Regions from separate parts of the Ovis aries genome. Here region 2 is linked to region 1. The links are chromatin contacts, called in public Hi-C maps. All regions are on one chromosome and are shown on one strand. Each heading gives the region's core, a stretch centred on a gene start, on an enhancer-like site or on the middle of the called end of the contact. The rest is flanking DNA. Distances are from core to core; before and after follow the strand shown.

Region 1 (4,859 bases), core at 968-3,467:
CCTTTGTCTATATTATGTATCAACATTTCTCCCAACTTTCAATTATACTTTGACTTTTTCTATGGTTTTCTTGTCATACAAAATTTTAAAATTTATGTAGTCAAATTTATTATTTTCTTATTGCTTTTGGATTTTGAGTCATGATTTGAAAGTCTTTCATTGCATGGAGGTTGAAGAGGACTTCATCTATTTTCCCTTTAGTACTTTCATGTTTTTTTAAAATTTATGCATAAATTCCTAATTTATTTGGAGTTTGTTTTTGTTTATGTGTGAGATATTAATCTAATTTTATCTTTCTACAAACAGTTGTCCCAGCACCACATACTAAAAAGTCTATCTTTAACCCAGAGATTTGAATAAGCACCTTTCTCATGTACTAAATTTTCATAAATATTTGGATCTAATTTTGGCTAGTCTGTTATATTTCACTGGCTTGTTTGTCTATTCACGTGCCAGTCCCACATTGCTTTAATTATGATGGATTTGTATGCACTATGTTTTAATAATTGGTAGGGCTAATTCCTGGGGTTCCCAGGTGGCACTAGTGGTAAAGAATTTGCCTGCCAAAGCAGGAGATGGAAGAGATGCAGGTTCAGTCCCTAGGTCGGGAAGATCCCCTGGAGGAGTGCACGGCAAGCCACTCCAGTATTCTTGCCTGGAGAATTCCATGGACAGAGGAGCCTGGTGGGCTGCAGTCCATGGAATCTCACAGAGTCAGGCATGACTGCAGTGACTTAGCATGCGTGCACGCAGGGCTAGCTCCCTGCTACTGTTTCCTTTTTCAGGGGTTCCTGGCTACTCTTGCTGTTTATTTTTCTATATGAACTTCAGTATCAGGTTGTATATCTCCACAAGAGCTTACTAGTATTTAATCTTGTTAAATTAAGTCCCAAATTTAGGGTCTAAATATTTTAATATCCTAACTCATTCAATTTATTCTATATCCCTTCCAGTTTTATTTCATCATAGGTTTGTTGAAATAAATCTCCAGTCATACCCACTCTAATCATATCATGATCCATGCCACTTACCACTGTGTGATACAGTAGTGGGCCAAGAATACTCTTCTCTATTGATACATTAGACCTGTCCTTCTCAGGTAACACTGACCAGCGAATCTTTTGAAAATGGGTGTTCAACTATTTTCTAATCCAAACCATCCATTTAATCTGTATTTCCCTAAATGTTTCACAGCATTTGTCAAATGTTCTACTATGGTTCAAGCCACACTTGATCTAAGCCATTCTCACTTTTTGCTCTAAAAACAAACATTTAAAAAGTCCTCTCTTTTAGGAAAATGTGTGAAGCCAGAGGCCTAGAAGCAGTTGGCCTAACTGATTAGTACATGTATTGGGCTGGCCAAAGAGTTTGTATGGGTGTTTTCATAGGATGTTATGGAAAAATCTGAATGAACTTTTTGGCCAATCCACCAAAAATTCAATTATAGTTCCAGTTTGGGAGAAAAAAACTACCTTGAAGACAAGGAGTCTGTCTTAGGGAATACATTTATCCAAATACTTTGAATCAGAGACTTGTATGGGACTCTACTCCCCTACATAGTAGTAGAGACCACGAGGTAGAAGCAGGAGCAGCTTCTCTCTCTGGTCTGCCTAGTAACCCACTTACAGAATCTTTACTTTCTGTGCTAGCAGTTTTCAGCCCCACTGGTTTGGGAGTCTTAGTTCTCAGGAAAGAATGATTCTACCAGAAGACAAAATAATGATTCTATTGGATTGAAAGATAAGATTTCCACCTTGTCATTCAAAGGAGACAGGAAGAAAAAAAAGGCACTCAACTGGCTGGTATAAGTGATCTCAATTCCTCAAGGGAAGTTGAGTTGCTACCACACATAGAGGCAAAGAATACTATATCTGGGATCCAGGAAATTCTTTGAGGTTCATTACTTGATGGCTCAGATGGTAAAGAATCTGCCTGCAATGTGGGAGACCCAGGTTCGATACCTGGGTTGGGGAGATCGCCGGAGAAGAGAAAGGCTACCCACTCCAGTATTCTTGCCTGGAGAATTTGATGGATAGAGGACCCTATGGGGTACAGTGACCCCCAGGGGGTCACAAAGAGTCAGACATGACTTAGCGACTGAACAACAATAAAGGGAATGTTAGAGTTTGCCAGTAGGGGGCGCTGGTGTGCCCCTCTAGGCAATAGCCTTAGTAGGGCACTTCCCTTCCTTTCCTTCCTAGCCTACTGTGCAGAGAAGCTCAGTCATATCTCGAGGCCGTGATCTCCCTACCACATGCCTGAACAGCTCTGCTCTGACCTGCTTTCACCTTCTGGCAAATGATGTATCACTTCCAGCCCCTCACCACCTCCAGCAATGGTGGGGTCCTTCCACAGACCAGTGCCAGCCTGTACTCAGACCACTTATTGGGCTGCATGGCAGGCTGTGCCACTATAGTACCTGCCTTCTCTCTGAAAAGGCTCAAATCTTAGCCTGGAGTGGTGGCAGTTGGGGGTAGGGGAAGATCTCTCGGTACTTAGTTCCTTTACTGTCTGTTTTCACAGCTTACAGATATTAGCTTTATTTTTTTTTTGCATCCAACATTGCTGGACTCCTTTTACTCAGTTTAGTAGTCGACCACTTTCTATTATCTAACAATTCTTTACATTGAACTTTTCCTGTTTAAATAATTGGTGTGGTTTCTGTCTCACAGCTAGACCCTGACTCATAAACCCATTGAGAAGAAAATCATTTATTTTTTTCATCAAGTAAATTGCCTTTTGCTCATTGGATTTACTAAGGTAGGAATGAATGTCCTAAAATAGATTACATTTTGTTTTACAGAGTACTTTCTGTTCTCTAAGCTCCTGTCCCCAAAATGAAGAGGATATGCTATGGAACCTGATGTTATCTATTATGAAATACACAATAGGAACCTTTGTGCTTGACTAAGTGTTAAAGTTCTGTGAAGCATTGTTGTAAATAATTGCCTAGAGTCACTATATAATAACTAGAGTGAAAATTGATGATGGTTCATAAATTGTATCAGTTGGTACAAATGAGTCAGCAGCAAGTTCACTAAGTTTTCTCTTTTTAGGTCTTTTATTTTCAGCGCTATAAAAAGCTCATTGTAACTCTCAGTGGTTAGAAAAAAATGACATTCTCTGCGGCAGATCCTTTTAACAAAACAGTTTGTGACTGATCTTGAAATCTAAAACGCAATGCAAAAACTGGGGATAGCTTTTTTAAAGAAAAAACCTTTAATATCTAACAGTCAAGACAAACTGGGCCCTGAAATTAGGCTGAGTTCCCTGCTCCCATTAAAGCAAGCTGTGAACTCTAGCTGACATTCCAGGAAAGTGTTTCTGAAGCTTTAATTGGTCCAGTATCACCTGGTGGGCTTGTTAAGACACAGATTGCTGGATCCCAGTCAGAGTTTCTGATTCAATACATCTGGGGCATGAACTGGGGATCTGCATTTCTAACCCATTCTCATGTGCAGTAAGAGAAGGGAGCAACAAAGGATAAGATGGTTGGATGGCAACATTGACTCAATGGACATGAGTTTGAGCAAGCTCCAGGAGACAGTGAAGGACAGGGAAGCCTGGCATGCTGCAGGCCAAGGGGTCGCAGAGAGTTGGACATGACTGAGCAACCGAACAACAACTCAGGACTTACTTCCTATTTTCTCCCATTGTTAATCATATTTCTCTCCCTTTCCTCTGATTTAATCCCAAACTGTTCACATGTTAGTATCCTGAGATTCATGTTTTGGTGCAATTTCTGTACCTCTTCATCTTTGTTGTTTAGTTGCTAGGTTGTGTCCCCATGGACTGTAGCCTGTCAAGCTCCTCTGTCCTTGGGGTTTCCCAGGCAAGAATACTAGGGTGGGTTGCCATTTCCTTCTCCGGGGGATTTTCTGAACCCAGGGATCGAACCTGTGTCTTCTGCATTGGCAGGCACTTTCTTTATCACTGAGTCACCTAGGAAGCCCAACACTTGATCTGACATTTTTAAAACTTGGCACTTTTTTTTTTTTCTCTCTTTTTGTTTCCTTAATCATCTGGCTTTAACGTCTCCTATTGCCAGAGCCTTCCCACTGCAGGTTGCTACTGCTGCTAAGTCGCTTCAGTCGTGTCCGACTCTGTGGGACCCCATAGACGGCAGCCCAGTAGGCTCCCCTGTCCCTGGGATTCTCCAGGCAAGAATACTAGAGTGGGTTGCCATTTCCTTCTCCAATGCATGAAAGTGAAAAGTGAAAGTGAAGTTGCTCAGTAGTGCCGAACTCTTAGTGACCCCATGGACTGCAGCCTACCAGGCTCCTCCATCCATGGGATTTTCCAGGCAAGAGCACTGGAGTGGGTTGCCATTGCCTTCTCTGCCCATTGCAGGTTAGGTTATTCTAAATTCATTTCAGCCCTTCAGCCAGTGCCCCTCTTCTCCTTCCCTCCTCTCCCCCTCTTTTAAGCCCACAGACAAATTTCTCTACTGCCAGTAATGAATGGTATGCATGGGATTTGGAGAGATGAGTTTAGGATGTATTGATCTTTTCAAGTGAATCCATGCTGGAAACTAGAAGGGCATGAAGCAATCTTTAATAATCCAATTTAAAATCTTCTGTGGGATCAACCGTTTAAGAAATTTGTAGCATAATCCTCTTATCTCTTCTGAATGTGATGTAATCTTTATTTTACTCCTGCTCTGAATCCATCTTTCACAGTCCCTCAAGCACCACAAATACAAAGGCAAGTTCTTATTCACATTTCTTGGCCTTTCTTATCCTGCCTTGTCTACCTGTACTGTTCTGTGCTTCTCTGAGATCCATCTCATGCATTGCCTTTTCTGGGAATCCTTCCTAATCTCCTCCCATAGGTATAGCTAATCTGTAACTATTTATCAC
Region 2 (4,685 bases), core at 1,400-3,899, 90 kb after region 1:
GTCTTCAATACATCATTTCTTACAGGTGATTTTCAAGAGCTGGAGTTACTGTGTCAAAGGATGTATACATTTTAATTTTTGATAGATGTTGCCAGACTGCCAACCCTGGAGTTTGTATCAGAGTTCACTGTTGATTATGAAAAATCCTTTCTCACTTTGCACTAAGGTAGCAGTGTCATATCTTTCTTTTGTGGTACCATTTTCATTGATTCAGTGTTACTCAGTTTTTATCCATTTTGTGTTCTCTTTCAAAGTTTCTCTTTTTAAGGGTGCCCATGGAAACTAAGAATTACTGACATTTTTTGAGTACTTATTACATGCCAGAGGTCGTATCATCTCAACCCTTTTGCTTATATATTACATTGAGGACATTAGACTTTATTTAAATTTTTGCCTTTTCACTTAAGATAATAAAGTTGTAATTAGTTTAGTGAACTATTCTAATGATGAATTTTTTACAGATTCAAGAGGAAGAGTGTCCACCAAGAGATGACTTCAATGACGCAGACCAGCTCAGAGTGGGTAATGATGGGATTTTCATGCTGGCATTTTTCAGTAAGTAATATTTCATCTCCAGACCTTTTTCTTGCAGGTGTTAGTTGTGTGTGTATTTAAAGTAAAGTGGACAGTGAAGGAAGACAAGTATTGTCAGTGTGTGTGACATTGTTTAAAATGTAAATTGCTCTTGATATTGAACTAACTGTGATCATATGTTATGATGCAAGTCCTTGAGTTTGTTCAGCACCTACCAGGTAACTTTATATTGCAGTTATGATGCTAGATGCTTACTGTATAGAGATACATATAAGCATATTGAAAGCTAGATATGTTTTTGTATGTGAAATTCTACATGTCCATTTGGGGCCATAGGAATATGTATAATGAAATGGTAAATTCTGTTTTTGGAGCAGAGAACATCCACTTGAGTGTCTTTAAACAGGAGGTAATCTGGGCAAATGGGACAATGTGATTTGAGACACAGAAATAGGAGTTTGTCCTATTTGTGGAGAATGGTGAATCACTAGAAGACCAGAAACCTGAGGAATAGTTATTTTAACGTTTTGCAACATTCTTAATTTAGCATTGGACTTTATAAAGTAGATTATGCTTTAAGAAGACTTCGGTATAGTCTTCATTATTTCAATTCCTAACTCAGGGATTGGCACATAGTACACTCAGTAAATAATAATGTGACACTCAAACTGTTTAAATTGCTAAAGTAATTCTTAGAAACCCAGTATTCAAGTAAGTAAATTTATCAAGATTATGATAGGGTTAATTTTTGCCCTCAACTAGTTAAGTGATCAAGCTTTCATACCTTCTTTGATAGCATATTGACTTAATGTATTTCAACTGTATAGTTAATTTTGATAATAAAACTGAGGAATTGTTTTACTTAAAGTACCACATTCAACTTTAATAATAGGCAGTATAGAAAATACATACTTCCCGAGTTGAGTTACTTCTGAGTCTAAAAATTCAGTTACCTTTTCCTCCATTTTGAAATGGTTTCTTGCTTCTTTTCTTTCTTTCATTTCATCTGCTGAAGAATAGAAGTATCAGAAGTATGTGGATGGATATGCAGGCAGTTATATTTTCCTCTTCAAATTTACTAAATTATATGCAGGTTGGCAATCAGATAATGTGTATGTAATATTTATATCTTGTGGTTTTCGTTACAATTTGTCATTAGATATGTTAAGTAAGGGACTTCCCTGGTGGCTCAAACGGTAAAGAATCTGCCTGCGATACAGGAGCCCTGGGTTTGATCCCTGGGTTGGGAAGATCCCCTGGAAGGGAACAGCTGCCCCACTCCAGTATTCTTGCCTGGAGACTTTCATGGACAGAGGAGCCTGGTGGACTACAGTCCATGGGCTGCAAAGAGTTGGACGCGACTGAGTGGCTAATGCACACATGCTTATATGATGAAAAGGAAAGTCACACTTTGGCTGCAAAATAATTCTTCTTTGTTCTATTAGTCTATTAGTACTATTGTACTATAAACCTTAACTTTTTTCTTAGTTCAACTGGTAATTCTTTATATTAATAACAGGATTCCCACATATTTTCTTTACAAAAAGAGTAGCGTAAACATTAATTCCTTTCATGGTTGTCTTTTAAGAAATCTTAATTGGTAAAGGAAGAATTTAAATTTATTGTAGTTATTTGTAGTATAAATACCTCTTTCTTAGAAATAAAAACATGTTATTTGACACCATCTAATTATTTGACTCTAGCTTAGTTATCATCTCTGCGTTTCTGTATTTCACTTAACTGTGCTATCTTCTTCTCAATCTGTGTTTTTACGTCTGAAAGCATTTTACTGATACACCAGTGTTGTAAATGCACAGTAATCTAGGCACTTGGTTGCCTCTGTTTTTGGTCAGTGGTGGTATATTAATTGATATGAATGTAAATGTTTACATTTAATGTGTTAATGTGAATTATCTGCTTATTATTACAGTTTTATTAAATTAAGTTTCTACAATTTATATCTTTATGCTTCCTATTAGAATAGGAACCTTTGTAGACAAATATTGCACTGATATTATAAGAGTAAGATTATATAAATTGTCACCTTCATTTAGGGATACATTTCTTTGGGTAAAGGCTATAGGCCAGTGCTTCAGATTTATTTGTAGTCACTGCCATCTAGTGGCTATCTACAAATTGCAACGTGCTACATTTTCCACGTAGTAAGCAATACAGTAGCCATGCAAGGGCTAGCTACTCGGGTATTCCATTACCCCACTCCAGTACTCTTGCCTGGAATATCCCACAGACAGAGGTGCCTAGTAGGCTACAGTCCCTGAGGTCGCGAAGAGTCAGACATGACTGAGCAACTTTACTTTCACTTTTCACTTTCATGCACTGGAAAAGAACATGACAACCCACTCCAGTATTCTTGCCTGGAGAATCCCAGGGACAGAGGAGCCTGGTAGGCTGCCGTCTATGGGGTCGCACAGAGTCGGACACCACTGAAGCGACTTAGCAGCAGCAGCAGCAGCTAGTTGAGCATGACTTAGCGACTAAACAGCAACAAGCTGTTGTTTAGATTCTCTTCTGCTGTCTAAGGTCTGGAAATAGATTTTCTTTAACATGGTTTATAATTTAAACATTTCAGATTATATAAGTTGTACAAATAAAACTGTAGTGATTTTCAGTAAGAATATTTCAATTTAAACCTTTTGTTGGTTTAATTTTACTTTCTCTGTTTTCACCATCCACAATTCAGTCTCTTCCTACATGTTACCTTAAAGTTTACACATAAATTTGGTAAGATAGTTGCTTGCTCATGTTCAGAAAATGTAAAGAAAGAAATGTGTATATCCCCTGATGATGCTTTGCTTCTTGTAAATCCTTTGAAGGATTATATAAGGCATCCTCCAAAATGCCTTATATATGCCTTATCTCCTTGTGTCACCGGGGCTTCCCTGGTGGCTCAGAGGTTAAAGCGTCTGCCTCCAATGCGGGAGACCTGAGTTCGATCCCTGGGTCAGGAAGATCCCCTGGAGAAGGAAATGGTAACCCACTCTAGTATTTTTGCCTGGAGAGTCCCATGGATGGAGAAGCCTGGTAGGCTATATACAGTCCATGGGGTCTCAAAGAGTCTGACACGACTGAGCGACTTCACTATTCCTTATGTCTGAGCCGATTTTTAACAGACTTTCTCTCAAAGGGAATGAAATAGAAGTCAGGTATACTTCTGTTAGTTAAAAGCTAGAAATTAAAGTTTGGTTCATTGGATAAGTGACATTCTGTGGAAATTACCTTGAACTCTAGTGCTTAAAAACATAATCTGTATTCTGCTTAGAAAACTCTTCTGAGGTTTATCCTTTTGTACCATGTGTGAGTCTTCATATCAGCATGCTGTCATAATAATTAATCACTTGCATTATTCCCATTTTAGACTTGAGGGAAACATGGTTAAAGAGATACTAGGTTGTTCGTAATTTGGGCTTCCCTGGTGGCTCAGACGGTAAAGAGTCTGCCTGCAGTGCTGGAGACCCGGGTTCAACCACTGGATCATGAGGATCCCCTGGAGAAGGAAATGGCAACCCACTCCAGTATCCTTGCCTGGAAAATCCCATGGATGGAGGAGCCTGGCAAGCTACCGTCTATGGGATTGCAAAGAGTCGCACACGGCTGGGCTACTTCACTTTCACTTTCAAGTAAGTTTAAAAAGAATTAGAAAGGTGTTTTGAAATGTGAATTCTGATTTGTAAGAAATTCTTCCAGTTCCATTCTGCATTCCCGCCAGCGGTGAATGAGTGTTCCTATTGCTCCATCCTCATCAGCATTTGGTGAAGTGAAGTGAAGTTGCTCAGTCATGTCTGACTCTTTGCGACCCATGGACTGTAGCCCACCATGCTCCTCTGTCCATGGGATTCTCCAGGCAAGAATACTGGAGTGGGTTGCTATTTCCTTCTCCAGGGTATCTTCCTGACCCAGGGATTGAACCCAGGTCTCCCACATTGCAGGCAGACGCTTTAACCTCTGCACCACCAGGGGGTACTGAAGAGTTTAAAAAATTTTAGAAATTTAATAGTTGTGTGGTGGTATCTAGTTGTGGTCTAATTTGCATTTCCCCAATGATTAGTGATATTGAACATCTTTATTCAGTAAGTACTTTCAAGTACCTACCATGGATGAGTCATATAGGCGACAGTTCTTAGAGAGGTTAT

The links. A called contact is a pair of places that touch in the nucleus more often than the background predicts.
Region 2: a Hi-C map of liver shows a contact between it and region 1, with 5 times the contacts expected there. The contact joins two enhancer-like sites. A contact is called at or near these places in 9 of 16 Hi-C or Micro-C datasets (blood, liver, mesenteric adipose tissue and 3 more).

Annotation. Positions count from the first base shown.
Region 1 is chr10:55,151,539-55,156,397 of ARS-UI_Ramb_v3.0, forward strand. No RefSeq gene overlaps it. Among named protein-coding and RNA genes, the nearest start is that of RBM26, 34 kb to the left of the region's middle. Within about 2 kb of position 2,218, at least 7 of the 54 cell types and tissues checked have an H3K27ac peak or open chromatin away from gene starts, as enhancers often do.
Region 2 is chr10:55,241,107-55,245,791 of ARS-UI_Ramb_v3.0, forward strand. NDFIP2 (Nedd4 family interacting protein 2) reads left to right here. Exons shown (of 7, transcript XM_060394199.1): 4 at 462-555. Among named protein-coding and RNA genes, the nearest start is that of NDFIP2, 52 kb to the left of the region's middle. Within about 2 kb of position 2,650, at least 1 of the 54 cell types and tissues checked has an H3K27ac peak or open chromatin away from gene starts, as enhancers often do.